3 separate regions of the Sus scrofa genome follow, and regions 1 and 3 are each linked to region 2. A link is a contact called in public Hi-C and promoter capture Hi-C data. All regions are on one chromosome and are shown on one strand. Each heading gives the region's core, a stretch centred on a gene start, on an enhancer-like site or on the middle of the called end of the contact. The rest is flanking DNA. Distances are from core to core; before and after follow the strand shown.

Region 1 (2,700 bases), core at 91-2,590, 250 kb after region 2:
CACGTTTTCGCATTTGGGCAGATAGGATTATACTGATTGGGTAGGTGAGAGGAGACAACCTCCTGTGATTCCCTTGGCTGCTACACAGTGCATGAAGCTGGCAAAAATGCCTGCAAGAAGAGACGAAGACCATTGTTTGAATTTATAGTAAAAAACACACAAACAACAAAACCAATACAGCTTTTCTTAAAAATACCCTTTTCAGAATACGGAAAAATTATGAAAACAAAGTGGCCTATAACACTGACATTACGAGAACCATCACTGATGCTTTTTTAAAAATTACAAGAAAATGCAAGCATTTTATTCAGAAATGTATAAATTGTAGCATAAGTCATTACTGGAACAACTGACAAAATTTGAACATGGACTATATAATAAATCACATCGAAGTTCAGATGTCTTGAATTTGATGATTGTGGAGTGGTTATATAACAGAATGTCCTTATCCTTCCAAGGTGCAACCCAAAATATTTAGGGATAAAGGGACATGATTTCTCAAACTTACCCTTCAAAAGGTTGAAAAGTATCATGTAAAAGCTATGCATATGGGCCTACTAGTACGTGTGGGTATTTACACAGAGAAAGAAATAGTAAATGTGGCAAATGTTAACACTTGGCAAATATGCATAAAGATTTATAGTTCTTTTGTATTTGAAAATAAAAAATAAGACTGGAGAAACAGATGTAGTAAACCTTTTGTTACCATTACTTGTGCCGTCTATGCAGTCTTTTATGATGCAAGTTAGAAGAAAAAAAAAACTAAACTAAAAAGTGCAGCACAAATCTGCTTTATCCATCCCCTCCTTGGTGGCCCTGCTAACCTTTGGTGGCCTTTTTCTTCTGAGTCCTATCAGAGAAAAAAATACATAGCAATGTATTTCTATATCGAAATTTTAAAAATTATTTGGGGAATCATTTGTGGTTCTCTTAAGGCAGACGCCAAGGGTAACGACCAACCACTGTACACGAGTAAACCCTCGGTAAAGGACCGAGGCTATGGCCAAGGCGGGCTGGAAACTAGCCCTTCGCGCTGCACGCCGGGACCTGAAGGCTGCCGCCTCCGAACTGCGGGGCGCTCTGGGATCGCCCGGCCGCTCCCTCATCTCGCGATGCTATCGTATCTTCTGGGCCCTCTGACCCCTCCCAACGTGTTTTTCAAATCCACCAATGGACGTCTAGCATAAGCTCGAACCAGCCAATCGGAATGCGGAGCCACCGGGAAATTTAAATCGCGCCGGCTGCACGAGCCACACTGTCCTCGCGCTGACCGTGGTGGACGTTTTGAGAGACCCTGAGCCGCAGCCTGAGCGCCCCTGACCGCCTCCTGTGGAAGCCTGAGCCGGCTGTGTAGGTACGAACCTAGGCCGCAGTCCGGCCTGAGTGGCAACGGCTGGCCTGTAGGCCGGGCTCGGCTTGTGGGTGGCGGGAGGGAAGGCCCGGGCTATACGCCTGGCCTAGCTTTGGCTTCTTTGGTTGACGAGGCCTTTGGGGTCGTTCGTTTACGAGACGGGTGTTTGGGGATGCGGGTGCTTGGGTTTTAGGGCCCGAGGCTCTGCAAACCGCCGCAATGGCATTTACTCGAGAATCAGAGTGAGGCCCGAGGGCGAAAGCCCAAGTAGGTTGCCGGGCGCCTCTGGCTCCTCCTCCGTCAGTTCCCGGCTGCTCCTTCCCCGAAATGGGGCGGGGAGGGGGGAGCAGGGGAAGGGACTGGAGATGGAGGTGGCAGTTGGAAGTGCTGTCTCTTAAAACACGTCGGCCCTGGGTTGGTTGTGTCACTATTTCGTAAAAGAACAAAATGAAATTAAAGATAGCCCCCTCCCCCCCTTAGGAGGACTTTTCCTTTTGTGATCTTTTGGGGAGTGCGCTTAAGTAGCCACGTCTGAGTGAAGCACAGCTGGGGATATCAACCTAATTTGGTGCATTCACTCGGAATTCCTCGAAAGTGTGCGAGATGCTGAAGATGAAGAACTGCGTCGCGAGTTTTCAGTGTGGACAGGACATTTTATGAAAGACTCCATAACGTAATGATGAGTCAGATTTTTAACAACTTTCAACTGTGGAGAATGTACCTGTTAGGCCATTTAAAGACAGTGGAGCCTCCAGAGGATCTGAATTTATGGCCCCTAGGACAAAGATTTTACCTATAAGCTCAGTCCCCCTACTCCGAGTTCAGTTAAGTATTTGTAGATCCTCTATAGAGTCTAGAGCCGCTCTGTGCAGTGCGGTAGTCGCCAGACGCAAGTGGCTAGTCTGAATCGAGTTGTGCTGTAAGCTTAAAGTACAGATCTTGAAGAATTGGTAGGAAAAAAGAATGTGAAATATCTCAGTAATTTTTTTGATATTTTAACGTGTGGAAATGAGAATATGTTGGATGTGTTGGGTTAAATATTAAAATTAATTTCATTTGTTTCTTGTTACTTTTTTTAAACAAAATGTGGCTACTAGGAAATTTAAATTTAGGCTGCTTGCTTTATATTTCTGATGGACAGCACTGCTCCAGGAAGTCTCAGCCCTTCGGAGGGGAGGGGCCAAATATCCTTTGGCTAAAACTACATAGTGCTGAAAAAGGAAGTTCCTCTTCCATTACAAAAGTGTGGATTCAATATGTTTTCGATAATTCCCTTGATGCTTACCGTATTGCCAATCAAAATGATAAAAGGGAATTTTTTTTCTCTCCCTCATCTTATAGATACCTCC
Region 2 (2,700 bases), core at 15-2,514:
GGACAGTGGGTGCTAAACACGATTCCCCAGACAGGCTGATTGTGCCGGGAGGAAAAGAAAGGTTTCATAGAGGCCAGGATGTCTAGGCTGAATCTCACAGTATTTCTTTTCCAAATAAAGGAGCCACAAATTTAAAGCCAAACGCCTTAGATACTTTGAAAAATAAGATCTCGGAGTTTCCGTAGTGGCGCAGTGGTTAATGAATCCGACTAGGAACCATGAGGTTGCGCGGGTTCGATCCCTGCCCTTGCTCAGTGGGTTAAGTCCGGCGTTGCCGTGAGCTGTGGTGTAGGTTGCAGACATGGCTCGGATCCGAGTTGCTCTGGCTGTGGTGTAGGCCGGTGGCTACAGCTCCGATTAGACCCCTAGCCTGGGAATCTCCATATGCCGCGGAAGCGGCCCTAGAAAAGGCAAAAAAGACAAAAAAAAAGAAAAAGAAGACCTGTTATCCTTATTAAGAATTTACGGTAGCTACGTACTTCTTTCATAATAGCTGCATAGCCTTTCTCCTGTGTTGTAATGCTTGTGGCCTGGTAATCGCCTATTTAGATGTTTCCTCCCTAAGAACATGCACGATTTATCTTTTCTGAGTTTTGACAGTATTGACTGCGTTAGTCACGTTTATCTCAAAAACCTCCCAAGGAAATGGCTTTGCCAAAAATTGCCCAGGGGGACCTTAGACGTCATCCGCTTCCTGGGACAAGTCTGAATTTCCTAAAAGCTGGAGAGATGTCCCCGCCGGTGCTCAGAGAACCGGGAGAGAAAACCTGGGAGGCCCGAAAGGCCGCAGAGACTAGATCTTTGCGGCGGGTTCTGAGAAGCAGGGGGGATTAGGCATTTCAGTTCAGCACGTTAAGAGTTAATCTGAAGAGAGAAATATTTTTCCCTTGGGACATTATTCCAAGAAGCTGTGGAAGGAATTCCTAGAGAGTTCGCTTCAAGTGAAAACATTGAGTTTATTTATATCCCGCCACTTGCCACACCCACCCCTCAGCCTCTCAAATTCGTAGCTGAAAAAGGCTCAGCGGCGATACCACCCAACAGGTAAGGTTTCCCCTGCCACCCACCCTTTCCCCACAGAGCGGTGCATCCGGGACTCGGGACTCTGGCCTGGGAGGCGGAGTCTAGACGCAAGTTCCAGGCCCCGCCCACCCGACGTCGACCGCAGCGCCACTAGCGATCTCTGCCCGCCAGAGGTCGCAGACTCCGCAAGCAGGTTTCTCACTTAGTGCCAGTCGGCCTCCTAGTTCTCGCGAGAGAAAGCGCGAAGCCTGCCGGGAGGGCTGCGCGGCCGTGCGTAAGTTGGGCCAAAATGGCAGCCCTGGAGGAGGGATTCACGTTGACTGCGGTACCCCTGGGTTCTGGGCCTGACGGACCCCTAGGAGTGGAGCAGAGCGACAAAACAGACCAATTTCTAGTGACGGACAGCGGCAGGACGGTCATTCTCTATAAGGTGAGAGCGATAGTCTTGGAACGCCCTCGTTGCCGTTTCGCCCCTTTCTGAGCGCGAAGTCGTAACCACGGGTTTCTCACAGCTTCGGGGACATCGTTCAGCAGACTTAGTGGAGAGGCGGCATGGCCTCTTCGGGACGCTGAGTGAGGTTAGAATCTGACTCGATTGTTTCCCCGAAGAGCAAGGCATATCTCCGAGTTGCAGGCGGCAGAGCATCTTAAGTGCACGTGGGCTAGACTAGGAAAGGAAAGGAAACCTGTGCTTTCAGATAGCCTTGCTAAGATCCCCTCCTGGGGTCTCTGTCTACCCAGGCCTCCCGCAGAAGGGTTGAACAGAGATTGGTTGGGTGGGAGATGTCATTGATGTTAGTTTCGCATTCTGTCCATAACATTTCCTACCACTCGTTAGGCGGGAAAAAAGGTTTTGTAGGTGTCTTCTTTTTCTCTTTCTTTTTTTGTTTTTGTTTTTGTTTTTCGTTTTCTTGGCAGCTTGGTAGGAATTTTAAATCCGAGTGACCGGTCTGTTGACAGCTGTGGTTCACCCTGTGAAATCTGGAGTTGTGTCCCTTGAAATCTACACACCCCGCCCCCTTTTCAGTCTAACGACGGACTACGACACCTTAAACTTTGCTTGTAGTAGGCTTGTAGAAAGTATTTTTATGTGAGCTGCTGAACTTAGTTTAACGGGAGTTTTTGTTTTTGGATTTTTTTGGTTTTGGGGTGGTTTTGTTGGGGGTTCTTTTTGGTTTTGGGGGGTTTTTGGTTTGTTTTTGTTTTTGTCTTTTTAGGACTGTACCTGCGGCACGTGATAAGTTCCCAGGCTAGGTGAGCAGCAGCAGGGGATCTGCGAGACCCACACCACGGCTCCAGGATCCTTACCCCACTGAGTGAGATCAAGGATCAGAACCATTCTTGTTTGTTACCGCTGAGCCACAACGGGAACTCCAGGTTTCTGTATCTTTAAGAAGCTAGCAATCTCAGCAGTCGCTAATCGTCAGGGAAATGCAAACCAAAACTATAATGAGATATCACCACACACCTCTCAGAATGTCCATCATCAAAAAGAACACAAATAGCAAATATTGGTAAGGACGTGGAGGAAAGGGAACTCTCATACACTGTTGGTGGGAATGTAAATTCGTGCAGACACCATGGAAGACAGTATGGAGCTTTCTCAAAAAACTAAAAATAGAACTTCCATTAAGTCCCAGCAGTTTAACTCCTGGGTGCATATTTGAAAAAAAAATA
Region 3 (2,700 bases), core at 19-2,518, 230 kb after region 2:
GCCTTCTTTTATGATAGATGTGGCCCATCACAATATACCTGCTGCCTGGGGGGGGAAAGAAAAAAAAAAAAAAAGCCAACATGTAAATTCATAGTATCTTCAAAAATGCCACGAAACAATGTGAAAATGGAATAAGGACTTTAAGAAACGCCTAAGCTTGAATCTGTTATCTTGCTGCACATGGTGCATCTCAGACATTTATTTAACCCTCAAACAACAGAGACAGCCTAGTGACCTTTATAGAATAATCAGATTACCCAGCCTGTAAACAGCCAACACTAGGAGCAAAGTTCCTAATCACAACATATCAGCAGGACTTTACCGAGCACACCTCTAGAAAGACGTGGCAGTGCGCAGCACCCGCCCCCCAAAAAAGACGCTTCTACACTCAGTTTAAATGGCCCCGTAGGCGTCCCTTCTGGCAACGGTGTTTCATCGTTCCCTTCATTTGTCCACAAACATTTATTGAGTGTCTGCTTTGTGCCAGCCCGTGCAGTTCCCATCTTTAGCCGGTGGCGCGGGAGGAAGGTGTGCGCTGATGGAATTTAAATCCCAGAATTTAAATCCCCGAAATAATACCTGTCGTCTAAATTCTAAGAATACCCCTCTCCCCGTAAAAGGTACTAGGGTGACCGACAGAGACCAGGCTCCGGCATATTCAATGGTGTCATAAATATAAAATGGTCACTTAGTTTCAATACCAGGTTTAAATTCTGGACATGGCTTATTGCAACTGGAGGTGTCCAGGGCTAATATGTGGACTCGGAAGAAAAACCCGTCCGGAGTGATGTACAGGCGGCTCATCTTGTACAGCCCGTCCCGGTCCACCAGCAGAGTCACCAGCCGGATCCCTGTGCCGAGCACGTCCACATCATGCACGATTCCGTTCACTGCTGCTTGCAAAAAACAAAGAGTTTGGAGAAATACAGAGCGCTCCCTTCCTCTTTCTCTCCCCAGAGCGTTTTTAACAAATCGCGAAATAGTCCACACGGCTCTGGGGCCTGCAGGACCGAGCGGGTGGGATTCTCTAGGGTTTGGTTTAGGATCCCGGTGTACAGCCCGACTCCCTCGGCTCGGAAAGGCTCTCCCCGCGGCCGGGGCTCGGCCGTCCGGGCCCGGGAGGAGCGGCGGGCGGGGCTCACCGAACTCGCTGGCGCAGTAGGACTCGCGCACGTCCAGGTCCGCCCCGCAGGCGCGCGCGCAGGGCTCGGCGCCTGGCTCGGCGTCCTCCGTCCGCGGCGGGCGCGGCGGCGGCGGCGCGGGCGCGGGTTCCGGGAGCGGCGCGGCGGCGCGCGGCCGGTTGAGGTAGGCGGGGTCGGCGGGGGCCTCGGCGGCGCGCGCGGGAGCTCGCGCGGCCGGGAGGCGCAGGTGCCGGGAGCGCGCGCGCCGCGGGGAGTCGTCCAGCGCGGGCACGCGGCGCGGTGACGCGCGGTTCTCGGCCTGCGCGAGGCGCGGGCTCGGCGGGTCGGCGGCCGCGCGCGCTGCCTCCCGGAAGCCGGCCCGGTTCTCGGCGGGCGTGGGGGGCTTCCGGCGCCGCAGGTCCGACCAGGCGCGGGGAGCGGCGTCGGCTGCGCGCGGCCGCCGTTGGGTTTCGGGGACCGGCTGCGCCCGGGGCCCCGGTGTCTCTTCAGCGCTCGGGCCGCCGCCGGGGTCGGGCTTCCTGTTGTGGGGCGACGAGGCTGTAGGGAGAGAGGAGCAGAGGCCCGGGAGGGCGTCAGGGGAGGGGAGGAGAGGCCGGGCGGGCAGAGGGGACGGAGGAGGGGACGGGGAGAGGAGGGGGCCGGCGTGGGGGTGGGGGGAGCGTCGAGGGGAAGGGGAGAGGCCGAGACGAGAAGGGAGAGAGGAGGGGAGGAGAGGTGAGGCCGGGGAGGCTGAGAGATGAGGCTGCCGAGGGGGAGAGAAGCCAGTGGGGGGGAGAAGAAAGGGCTCCGGGAGGGGAGGAGATGGGGGACAATGCAAACGTAGCAGACACCTGCGAGAGGCGAGGTGGGGCGGCCAGGAGACTTGCAAGTAAAGGAAAAAGAATGGGAGGGGGAAGAGGAAGGCCCCCCAGCTTCTGAGGAGCACAGGTTTCCTAGGCCCCACAGGAGGACGGAGATGAGGGTCTTGCCCTCTAAGAATGAGGCCAACTAGGAAGAATTTTCTCACCGCATGGGAACATTTCATTTTGTTAAGGAACCTTCGCAAAGCAACGGCTTTTAAAATTACAACCACCTATTTGTTCCAGGACTAAACATAACTGACAACTTTGGTTAAATAACAAACTCTTTTTGCCCTTTCTTTAATGTATATATAAACATCCGCCTTTTTGCTCTGTACAGTTTGTTGAGAAAGTACCAAGAGCAAACCCCAGGGGGAAAGGGCTCATATTACAGGTTCTCCTAATTGTTTAAGCGCCCCTGACAACAGAACTATTTGGTTTTCCCATCCGTGTTTACACTGTCATCTTGGTCTCTGCAGAACCCAGCATTTGTGAGTGGATTTTTATCTGGCTTCTTGGACACCACTTATTAGTAAAACACAGCTTAGAAAGATTTTTAAAGTGTGGCCGGGAGGCAGAGGCCCTTGGTGAAGTATAAAAGCACACACATCACTTACATTGCCCTCCCACCCCCGCCCCCTTGCATGGTGGAGGAAAAGCTCCTAAATGGCATATGGCATGAAAACACATTTTTGAAATTATTAGTGATTTTCCCCAGC

The links. Promoter capture Hi-C pulls out the DNA fragments that hold promoters and counts their contacts. A called contact is a pair of places that touch in the nucleus more often than the background predicts.
Region 1: a Hi-C map of liver shows a contact between it and region 2, with 3 times the contacts expected there. The contact joins the promoter of KPNA2 here to the promoter of NOL11 in region 2. A contact is called at or near these places in 2 of 47 Hi-C or Micro-C datasets (heart right ventricle and liver).
Region 3: a promoter capture Hi-C map of fetal skeletal muscle shows a contact between it and region 2, with 2.3 times the contacts expected there. The contact joins the promoter of C12H17orf58 here to the promoter of NOL11 in region 2.

Annotation. Positions count from the first base shown.
Region 1 is chr12:14,283,972-14,286,671 of Sscrofa11.1, forward strand. KPNA2 (karyopherin alpha 2 (RAG cohort 1, importin alpha 1)) reads left to right here and starts at 1,341. Exons shown (of 11, transcript NM_001163404.1): 1 at 1,341-1,354; 2 at 2,693-2,700.
Region 2 is chr12:14,034,385-14,037,084 of Sscrofa11.1, forward strand. It overlaps NOL11 (nucleolar protein 11), which reads left to right and starts at 1,265. Exons shown (of 18, transcript XM_003131277.5): 1 at 1,265-1,453. The coding sequence starts at 1,313.
Region 3 is chr12:14,260,411-14,263,110 of Sscrofa11.1, forward strand. It overlaps C12H17orf58 (UPF0450 protein C17orf58 homolog), which reads right to left and starts at 1,269. Exons shown (of 3, transcript XM_021068119.1): 1 at 1,143-1,269; 2 at 702-893; 3 at 1-45. The coding sequence starts at 804. LOC110256159 reads right to left here. Exons shown (of 4, transcript XM_021068075.1): 3 at 1,057-1,679; 4 at 888-896. The coding sequence ends at 888.